Linked DNA regions of Oryzias latipes: region 2 is linked to region 1. A link is a contact called in public Hi-C data. All regions are on one chromosome and are shown on one strand. Each heading gives the region's core, a stretch centred on a gene start, on an enhancer-like site or on the middle of the called end of the contact. The rest is flanking DNA. Distances are from core to core; before and after follow the strand shown.

Region 1 (5,224 bases), core at 631-3,130:
CCATTTGGATTGAGGCACGTTATGTTTATTTTACTTCAACATAAAAACAACCAAGTGCATGAAAGCAGACGACACACATCATGGCAGCAAGAAACGATTAAGCCATCATTCCAGTCCAATGTGTGGAAACACTTTAAATTTTGCAGACATGTGACTGTACAGTGTGGTGGAATGTTCTAATAATGCTCCCTTTGGATTATTTTGATGTGGAAAAACAACAGTGGGCTGAACTTTAGGAATGGGATTTGGGAAAACTTTACCTGCACTGTTCAGTCAGTACCCAGGCATTTATCTCTGAGTCACCCTGGTTAAAAAGATTTCCTGGATCGATTTTAGGTCAGTGAATCGGATCAAATCGAATTGGTCAAAATGAACCAATATTGACCACGAATTGTATCGCCAACCAAAAATTATGATATGAATCGAATTGTTGTTAAAATGAATTTTACAGCCCTACATCCAACACAAACTAAGAAATGAAGGAATCAGAGGACACTTCAGCAGATGAGAGGATGTCAGAAGATGAAGTCAGCTTTTCCTCCTCAACTTTAGCTGTATGCAGTTAGACAGAGAACTTGTGAGAAGACACATGAACCTGCAAAGACAGCTCTGACTGATAACACTCAATGGGGCTCAACCTGTGACATCAGAGGAGCACACACTGTGATTTCATAAAAAACAAATACATAAAAAGTTGAGCATTGGAGAAGCTGCTCTCCCACGTCCTACCTCCAGAAGGTCCAGGCTGATGAAGCTGGCAATAGCAAATCCATCAATGATGTCCTCCTCCTGCGAGCTGGACTCCCGTCTCTTCCGCCGGGGGCCACGCGGGGCTCTGGCTGCTGCCGCGGGGTGCGGTGCCGCCTTTTTACCGGGCAGGGAGGCGGCGTCCCTCCCTGGACTGCGTCCCTCCCTGTCGGAGCAGGAGGAGTTGGGTTCGGAGCTGCGGGCGTCTCTGCTCCCTGCTTCCCGCAACCTCCGCACCCGCTCCCGTTTGGTGCGGCACCTCCGAGCCTGCTGCAATTTCCCATCCATGTGTGAAAAGCTTAAATAATAATAATTAAAAATAAAATAGAGGAGGAGGGGGAAACTCCTCAGTACGTGCACGCCTTTACGCTCGCTCAAGCCCGCAATAACAAATGCCCCACACCGGACTGAGAATAGTCGGCGATCGCTCCGGGAGAGTGGAAATATGGCCTTTAAACACTCAATGACACCTCCACGATCTCCATTTCCACGATTAGGAATGTCCAAGTATCCCACCGCGGGCGCTGCAGGCGGATCCGCGCGTGTAATTCCGTCACGAATCAGTAGTGGTGGTCGACGTCCGCCAAAAAAATAAATAAATAAAAAAAGCAGGTGCAATAATAATGAAACGGCTCAGAAATCCACGCGTTCCACGCGCCTCGCAACTTTTGCCGCGGTGGAATAGCAGGGGGAGCCCAAGCACGCAGCGTGCCGCAGAGAAATCATGTCGCTGGCCGCTGTTGTTTTCCACCTCCCCGATCCATGATCCCGGGCTGTCAAATGAACGATCCGAGGATCGTGGGGGGCGACTAAATTATAGTAAGAACCTCCACGCGCGACGTCCAAGTGTCGATTCCAAATCAGAGACTACTTCAGCCCTTATTCCTGTTTGGATCCCCGGTCTGGGAGCGCAAGATCCCCTAAATGAGCCAACCATCCAGCGCGTAATCAAACTCCAGCGGGCGCCGACGCGCTCCTCCGGCTCAGATCATGTTGACTTCCCTGTAAAATCCACTCCGCTCCGTCTCCCGGCTGCTCAGCTGCTCCTGGTATTCTCAATTCGCATAATAAGTCTTTGATAAGTGTCCTTAAAGCGACAGGAGTGATTCAAATCTGCTCTCCCCCCCTCCACCACCCACCCCTCCTCTCATTCCTTTCATCCGAAATTAAGAGACGCAGTCAAGCTTCAGAGAAACCCACAGATCTGACGTACTTCCGTCACCTCCGGCCTACAAATTTACCATCGGAAGGAAACTAGTGTTTAAAAAAAGAACGACAAGAAGGGAAAACAACACACTCCCCCTTTGCGTGCGCACCATTGTGCGCGCGCACGTGTGTGTATTTTTTTTTATCTCCTTTATTTTTGCGCCTGCTTGTCGCGGCACGTGCACTCTGTGCTGTCACTTTGTAGAAAAAGCAGGACGCGCAAAAACATCAATCACGCTCCTGCAGCTCCATCCATCCCATACCCCCCCCCCCCTCAGTCTTGAATTCATCCTCACACAAACACACAGCTGCATTTCATTGTCACATAAAGGTCAACATCTCGTGAGCTGCGACATAAATATAGGAGATACAGGTGCCTGAAAATGTGCCTGCAGCTTCCAGGGGCCGTATCTGTATCTGTGGGGTCCAGTGGATCTTACTGAGGGGTCCCTGAGAGACTCTGAGGGGACAGGAGTTGATATAATAAATATAAATCTGTTGAATTATGAGCCAATTTCACTTTGTATCTTTCCTGCATGCATATATATATATATATATATATATATATATATATATATATATATATATATATATATATAAATAAATATAATAGTCAAATCCCTTTGAGGTACGTGTTATGGGACATTCCTGACTGGCTGTTGGTGTTTGAGTATTGAAGAGGAATCAAAGCAGAATGATGCTTTTGAACTGGACTGTTGTAAAAAGTGGATTTCGCTGTGGGGAGAAAATTCAAGTAACCTTTTCTGTTGGTAGAAATTTCCATGGCAAATAACTTCCAATTAAAAAGTGAGTAAATGTCATCATCCAATCAGTGATGTCCCATACCTTTTCTGGTTTCTTAGTTTGTTTTATTCTTTAACGTTACATTTAGATTTTTGGATATTACTTTTCCAAAATGTTTCTTTTTTTTATTATTTTTGTTTTTTTGTTTTATTTGTTTTGTTTTGATTTTGAAAATGTAATGTGTTTCTTTCTTATTTGTGTGTTTTAAAATTGTTGTTGGGATCTTAACACTGTTTTTGCATTAAGTAATTTTGTTGATGCGATTTGCACTTCAGGGCCACCATTACTTTGGCCCCTTCAAACTGACAACACTTTGAGTACACTATCCTCACAGTGAAGCACAGCTGCGGCAGCATCATGGTTTGGGTACATAATTTGTCTCTGGTAAGTTTTTTTTTTAAGAATATCAATTGATACCTAAATTAAAAAAAAATCTCTTATGTTTTTGCTTTGAAGTAGATGCTAAATTAAAGGTAATTTTGGAAACAAGTTTGTTTGATGTAAATTTGGCTCAGTAGGTGTCAATGGGTAAAAGGAAAACAGTTTTAGCATTCCAGAAAATCAAGAGCCATCTTTCAGGACGATATCGGTTATGATGGAAAAACCTGAACAAGAGACTTAGATTGTTTATGTGTTTTTAGCTTTCACTGTGTGTTGTGCCCCAAAAACTCCAGTTCTCTCCTCATGAAGTAGAACTAATCGGGGTGAAGCCTGCTGCAGCAATTCTCTGCTGAGAATTCTCAGCTATCTCAGCGCTGCTGCAAAAGAGTCCCTGTGCACCAGAATATCATCCAAGTAGACCAGGGTGTCTTGCCAGGGGATGGTGGTCAACACTTTCTCCATCAGGCGCTCAAACGTGGCTGGAGTGTTATAGAGTGTTGCAGAGGCCAAAACGGAGAACCCAGAGCCGTCACAACCCCCGCCTGGCGCAGACAGCAGCCTTTGATCCGGCTTCAGGGCTGAGTGGCACCTGGCAGTATCCACTGTGCAGGTCCAGCGAGGAGACCCAAGACCAGCCAAACACCTAATCCAGAGACTCATATGCAGGGCAGCGGGTACAAGTCCTTCCTGGTCACACTGTTCATTGGCCTGTGGTCCACACAGAACAGCATTTTCTGACTCTTCTTCTTGATCATTTCAACCCCTGAAGCCCAGGGGCTGTCATAAGGATCAATGATGATAGCACGCAGCATTTCTTCAATTGCACTGTCAGCAGCCACCTGGTGAGCTAGGGAAGGCGACGGGGTTGTGACCTGATTGGACGTGCATCTCCAGTGTCAATCTTATGTTGGACCAGGTTTGTCAGGCCCACCTCATCCTCAGAAAGAGCAAAGATGTCTTTATGCTCCAACAGCACCTGCCACAGTCCCTCTTTCTGTCCTGGCTCCAACCCATCACAGCTGCGCCTCCAGATCTGTTTTACAACCGCCACTCTTTCAGCCTTGACTGCAGCACACTGCTGATCTGGGGGCAATGGTTGCATCTTGATCCTTGATTGAAGGGCAGGAGGTATGGGGGTAGACTGGCGAGTGGCATCAAACGCCACGCCACAGCGGCCTTAATGCCTCTTAAGGTGGGCTTTGGGCCCAAGCGGGTCGGACCATGTGTGCCGTGGGGCCACCGGTAAACTCCAACATGTTGATTCCCAGGGTCTAACACACACCGGGCTGCTCTCAAAGAGTCAAAGCCCAATATGCACTGATCATGCACAGCTGCAACCTACACCTTAAGCCTTGTGCTATCTAATTTTTATTTTTTTTTTATTTTTTTTTTACTTGTCCTGTCCAACAGCTGGGCAGACAGATGAGAGCTGAAGGCCTCTTGTGTTGGACATATTTTACTTTAACAACAGGGGTTATTAATCTTCAGACAGACCAGAGGTATGTCTGAATAAACCCCTTTTGTAATCGAGGCCAAACTTTATTCATTTTAATCATATTTGAATATTTGAAAATCTTTTGTGTTGGACCGGACGGAAAAGGAAAGGAGGGAAGAAGAGAGAGGGATGTTAGAGAGGGGGGATAGGATGGTGATCATAGGGGGGGGGGGGGGGGGGGGGATAAAAGCATGAAGCAGCATAAAGCAACCAGCTACTGGATGTTTATCATTACGGTAAGGTTCAGATGTAATACAAATCTCAAAGGGCGGGGCCTGTCCACACACACACTCAAGTGTTATAAACACACCTGCTAGCTGCATGTCCCCATGTCAACATGTACAACCCTTGTGCTATCTTAGATGACCCCACCCTTGTATTGACGTGTTCTCCCTACCATGACAAAGGTGGGTGAAGGTGAAAAGATTTCATGTAATCCATGGACACCAGTGAAGATCACAAATCATTGAAGAAAAAGGTTCAGAGCACTGTCTAGTGGGTCTAGATGACCCAACTCCCAACGGTAAAGTGCCTATGATAGCACAAGGGTTAAAATCCACTGTCAGGCCACCCACTTGAATGCCCACCGTT
Region 2 (5,625 bases), core at 1,878-4,377, 360 kb before region 1:
GAAGGGCGGTGTCCAACATCTTTGCCACACATTTCTGAGACCCCCATCTCATTCGCATGACGCAAACTTACCTAAAAACCCTTTTTAGGTCTGAATAACCTGGACCCTGTTTTCTGACCTGTAGTTCATTATCCTTCCACTAGGGGCAGTAGAAAGGCCTTTCCTGCTCATTCCAAAATGGCTGCTTCCATGAAATCCCAAAAACGAGAAAAATTTCGCTAATTTTTTAAAACTTTAGTCATTTATTATTTGTTATTCATTTTTTAAAAATTAGTTCAATTCAGCTTTATTTATATAGCCCAATATTACAACACAGTGGTCTTAACGGGCTTCACTAATTGTGCAAAACATAAAATCAGTTATAAAATACAATAGCTGATTGCTAAACTAAACTGAAAAAACAGACCAAGCTAAACTGGGTCTTCCTGCCCTTAGACCCTCCTTCTTGGTAAGGAAAAACTCCTTAAAAAACAGATAAAAATTATCAGGAATAGAGGAGAGGGGGAGAGGAGACATAAATGAGAATAGACGACAGAACACCCGTACACAATATTTTCCACAGCTTCCAACTTCTAGCAGCTTACTAACAACTAATTGTCATTGTTAGTAAATTTAATTCAAACATGTTAATAGTAGGTTTCATGCACTATGGCACATATAACGGATGGTAGTAATATGACAATAATAGAAATCTACATTTTTAGCACATCAATATTAATACAATATCTTATTAATCTAAGCAGGTGGAATGGGCCACCCTGGCTCGGCTTTTTCCCTCTGCTTCGATCCGCGGAGAAAAATGTATAATGGATGTAATGAAAATTACAATTATTCCCCCAAACTTCATTACAGTTGGTGAGGTGGGGGGAGCAATAAGTTAAATATTCTCTGATTACTAGCTATCCTGGGGATAAGCCTGTGCAAATAGGAATGATTTAACCCTTGTGCTATCCCTATGACCCCACCCTTACATTGACGTGTTCTCCCTACCATTACAAAGGTGGATAAAGGTGGAAAGATTTCATGTAATCCATGGACACCAGTGAAGATCACAAATCATTGAAAAAAAAAGATTCAGAGCACTGTCTAGTGGGTCTAGATGACCCAACTCCCAATGGTAAAGTGCCTAGGATAGCACAAGGGTTACAGTGCCTAGGATAAGCCTAACTTTGAATGTAATAATTGTGTCGACCTCTTTAATATGAGCTGGGACCTTATTCCATGAAACAAGGGGCTTGGTGGCTAAAGGCTCTACCTCCAACTGTACTTTTAGAAGTTCTTGGAAACACAAGCAGTCCTGCATTTTGTGAGCAAAGTGTTCTGCTTGGTTTGTAATGCACTATGAGATCTTTAATAGGATGGGGTCATACCATTTAACCCTTGTGCTATCTTAGATGACCCCACCCTTACTTTGACGTGTTATTCCTACCATGACAAAGGTGGATAAAGGTGGAAAAATTTCATGTAATCCATAGACACCAGAGAAGATCACAAACCATTGAAGAAAAAAGGTTCAGAGCACTGTCTAGTGGGTCTAGATGACCCAACTCCCAACGTTAAAGTGCCTAGGATAGCACAAGGGTTACGGACATAGCTCCAGTGTTGATTTTTTTGACTACCGTAACTCTTCTACCGTTTTACGCAACGTAATTCCAGAGGATTCTGAAGCAGAGAAAAGCAGCTTTACACCGATAGTCACCTTAATAATGTGCTGCATTACAGCGCAAAGCCGATATGAGAAGCCGCTTTTCACTGAGTCAGAATCAGCGTATTCATCTTGATTGCGTAAACGGTCGAAAAGTTATGTTATACCAAAAAGGGTTAAAAACATCTTAACTGCAGAAAATTTGAAATTGTGTCAATTCCTTGTAGTGGATAAGCACAGATAACATAATGAATGAAAAAATAAACACATATATATAATAAAATAAAAAAAGCATGATTTTTATGGTGGTAGTACTTTTTAATTACATTAAAGGTTAAATACTTTTAGAATCATCATTACATTTAAAAAAGTTTATGTTTTATGGCTTTTACTACACCACGTAATGCTTTATGTCTCATTTTTTGAGTCATAGGTTTTGAATTTTATCATTTCGTACTGTATAAGAAAACCTTCAGCCAGACACAAAGAACTAGGCGTGAATTATTGCCAGTGTCAAAGTGAATAAAGGCTTGTAAGTATACCCACACCATGAAAGGGGATGGTCTAGATCGTGATTTTCATTATGTGCCTTGGAAAAATTTCCATCTTTTCTGGTGCCAGCAGCTCTGAGGCGATCCCAGTGATGAGCCAGGAATGCTCCGCTAACCAAGCTCAGGAGAAAAACGTTTGTGGCAAGATCCGTATTCAAATAAACTTCACTCTTGGCCCGAGCACACAAGCCATGTTGTCACCAGCTGGCAGCAGGTCTCACCGCCCCATCAAATGCTGAGCCACTTTTGATTAACGTCTCTATGGCTAATCACGAGCTTTGGCTGTGCCAAATTGGAGAAGATGCTTATGGCTTGCATTTGCCTTGAACCCCCCCATCCCCTCTTTTATTTACTTATTCAAAGCTTTTAAGAGCCTCTCTACGCTTCACCCAGCCTTCCCTGAGTCTTGTCTGGGGTCCATACAAAGAACAGAGAGGGTGGTATGGCGGCACTGCGCCATGTTGCGGCTGCCTAAATAGAAGGACTACCATTGCCAGATGCACCCAGCTGCATCAATGTTATTCATTTTTTTATGGCTTGTACACATTCGACGGCTAGCGTGGGACTGTGTGGTTCAACTAAAGTCTGGAAAAAAATCCTTAAAATTGAATCAAAGTGGAAAACTTGTTTTGGCGGCTGGCTCTCCTGAACCTCTTCCTTTTCCACCTCCCTTAATTCTCCTCTCCTCATGTCTGACTTTCCTCTGCAAAGCAGTACATTTTTTTCCTCTACTTTGCTTCTTCCCTTTAGGACGGCAATAGCCGAAGTATTTGTCGTATGCTCTAGAGGTGGAAAGACATTACACAGTACTTTGTCACCAGGGTCTGGAATTCACACCATTTACCGCTTTCCATGTCAGCTCCTTAACCAGGGACTGGCCTGGCTTCTGTCAGCTGCCGCTCTGTTGACACTGCAGGCTAAAATAAGATGGCAACATGAAGGATGGATGCTGCTAGCCCTTTTTAGGCGGTCAAAGCAACATGAACTCCACAAAGAGTGCTGTGACAGGGATCCGCTGCCAAAGCTCTTGACTCTGTGCTCTCTGGCTAAATTCACTCCGTGCAGATATAGCTTAGCTGTTCAGAATTGCCCTCGTCAGGGATTGTTAACCCCTGCGGAGAGATAGACTTGAACTCTGAACGGAGCTGTGGCCTCCCAAATCACCAGGCCCAGCAAAGTGCCCAGCAATCCAAATGTGATCATGGCAGGCACCTCCCGCCTCATTACCAATTTCCAATTCAAAATAGCTTTTAAATGGGAACTAATGCATTAGTTCTCTGGAGTGGGAAAAAGTCAGGGGGTCCATATGTAGCAGCTTAGAAATGCTTTCATATATGTTATCAACAGGAGAAAGAGGGAGAGAAAAAGAAAAGGAGCTTGGACTGATCCATTCATTTATTGCCCATCTTATTAGCTTGGCACTGCGTTATTAGCTGCTTTTGTGCTCTGTGAAAGCTCTTTAGGCCGGTTTCACTGCTCGCTGAATCTGGGGTGATCTCTGCGCCAAGTGCTTTTTTGGGGGGCTTTGAGACCATGAAAATTCAATCCCCCAACCCTCAGCACTGAGGTTTCTCACAGATAAATGAAAAGGATTAACAGAACAATAAAACAACATCTTACCTTCCACTGTATCCTATTATTGAGATTCCAGTGTAATAATCAAAGGCAAAAAACTCTTTATTGTGACACACTATTACGTGATTACCATAGTAACAAACATCGCATCATTGTAAAAAAAAAAAAATGAAAAGTTTAAAAGCGTTCAGTCACTGCAAAAAACCCCACAAGGAAAGCTTTGAGATATGAGATATAATGGAGGAGTTGACAAGTGCAGTAGCTCACAAACCTCGGGTTAAATATCTTAGACAATGTGTCAGTTGATTCCCATCTGATGATGGACTGTGTGCTGAAATAAATTGACCTTGCCAGATGATGAGTGAAACTGATGGAGCTTTTTATCTCCGGAGGGCCGTTCCACACTCAGCAGAACAATGGATTGAGCACAAGACAAACCTTTTTGAGTCGGGGGGAAATTTAAAGAGTGTGATTTTTATGCCAAAGCGTTCCCGGTAAATAGCTACAGGAAAAAGGCCTTTATACAGGGGGGTTAAGTGTCTGTTGTTGACTAGATTGTTAGGACCAAAGGCACACAATCCCATAGCGAGGCTGGCCACGGACAGATGCTACCCGCTCAAAGAATATGTGCTTCAATTACCGGGAGTCCAAATTGAAAGTGATAGTGATTTAAGTCTTCCCAATACACATTCTGGCAAACAGTCTTTTCAAGGAGCCAGTTTAGAAACCCTGCTGGAGAGTGTGAGAGACTGGAGCGACATTGATTTTCAATAAAACTCCCTAATGACCTGGCCGTGGTTTGATCCACGCCATCATTAAAGGTTGCTACCATGGGGACGGTATCGGTGAGCCTTACAGCCGGCAGACGAGAAGTTGAAGCGTTATCGGGATGAATTAGCCGTCACTGGACAGGAAGAAGGAAGGAACAGCCAGGAGCTCATCAATAACAGGACGGTGCACCTCAGGACTCCCTCTGCAGCCCACTGCTGGGGGCCTTCCAGTCTCACTCATTAGAAAAACAGATCGGCAATATGTTTAAGGAGGGGAGGTTGATGAACAAAGAGACAAGCTTGTCTATTCCTTACGATAGCCAGGCTAGCAGGTATTGCTCCCCTTAATGAGTCCTGACCGCAGGTCAATACGCTGCTGGGCTGCCAGTCAATACTGGTTACCTGCAACACAAACACTCAAAAGCTGCTTTCATGCGAAATCAATGTTCTATTAGTCCCTTTCTGTATTGCCTTGTCCCAATCCCATTGATCCCTTCTGAAGAGCCCTGTAGCCCATGTATGACAGGCAGCGATCAAATGACCTGATGGCTTACCTACTCGGTCTGTAGAGTCAGTTGCTTTTAAAGACCTACTCCAATGAAAATTGTGTTTGTAACATGTCTTCTTGTTGTAGCATTTTTCTCATAATGGACATATATAAAAAGGATGAAGATTAAAACTGCGCTTCTGAGTATTTCTTCATTCAAATCGTGAATTGGAAGTTTGAAAAAATGCAGTCTAAAAAAAGTTTGAAGTTATGTAAAACCGTCAGTCGGCAGGCTACAAGCTCTCTGCCCTGCTCTGCTCTATTGTGATGCATCTACCTGCAGACAAACAGATCCATGCGCGTCTTCATTTTCCTTGTCTTAGCTGGCTCAAAGCTCATAGGGCTGGAGAGCTCTGATATTTTTGTTGCACCACCAATGTAAGGTTGGGGTTGTGAGGAGTTGTAAGCAAGCGGGAGAGAGTGTAAAAAAAGGGATGATGGGAAAAGAAAGCTCACTCTATCCACTACTCAGAGGCAAATTTCTAATGAACTACTGTTACTCTGCAGAAACTGTCCAAGAAAATGACAGGTTTTTGA

What was found. Hi-C and Micro-C count contacts between places; a contact is called where the count stands out from the background.
Region 2: a Hi-C map of embryo shows a contact between it and region 1, with 3 times the contacts expected there. The contact joins the enhancer-like site here to the promoter of fbrsl1 in region 1. A contact is called at or near these places in 2 of 5 Hi-C or Micro-C datasets (both in embryo).

The regions. Positions count from the first base shown.
Region 1 is chr9:22,745,728-22,750,951 of ASM223467v1, reverse strand. It overlaps fbrsl1 (fibrosin-1-like protein), which reads right to left and starts at 1,880. Exons shown (of 20, transcript XM_023958685.1): 1 at 730-1,880. The coding sequence starts at 1,035.
Region 2 is chr9:23,107,328-23,112,952 of ASM223467v1, reverse strand. No RefSeq gene overlaps it. Among protein-coding and RNA genes, the nearest start is that of chfr, 13 kb to the left of the region's middle. Within about 2 kb of position 3,127, at least 3 of the 8 cell types and tissues checked have an H3K27ac peak or open chromatin away from gene starts, as enhancers often do. A contact at or near this core is called in embryo, where this site is marked.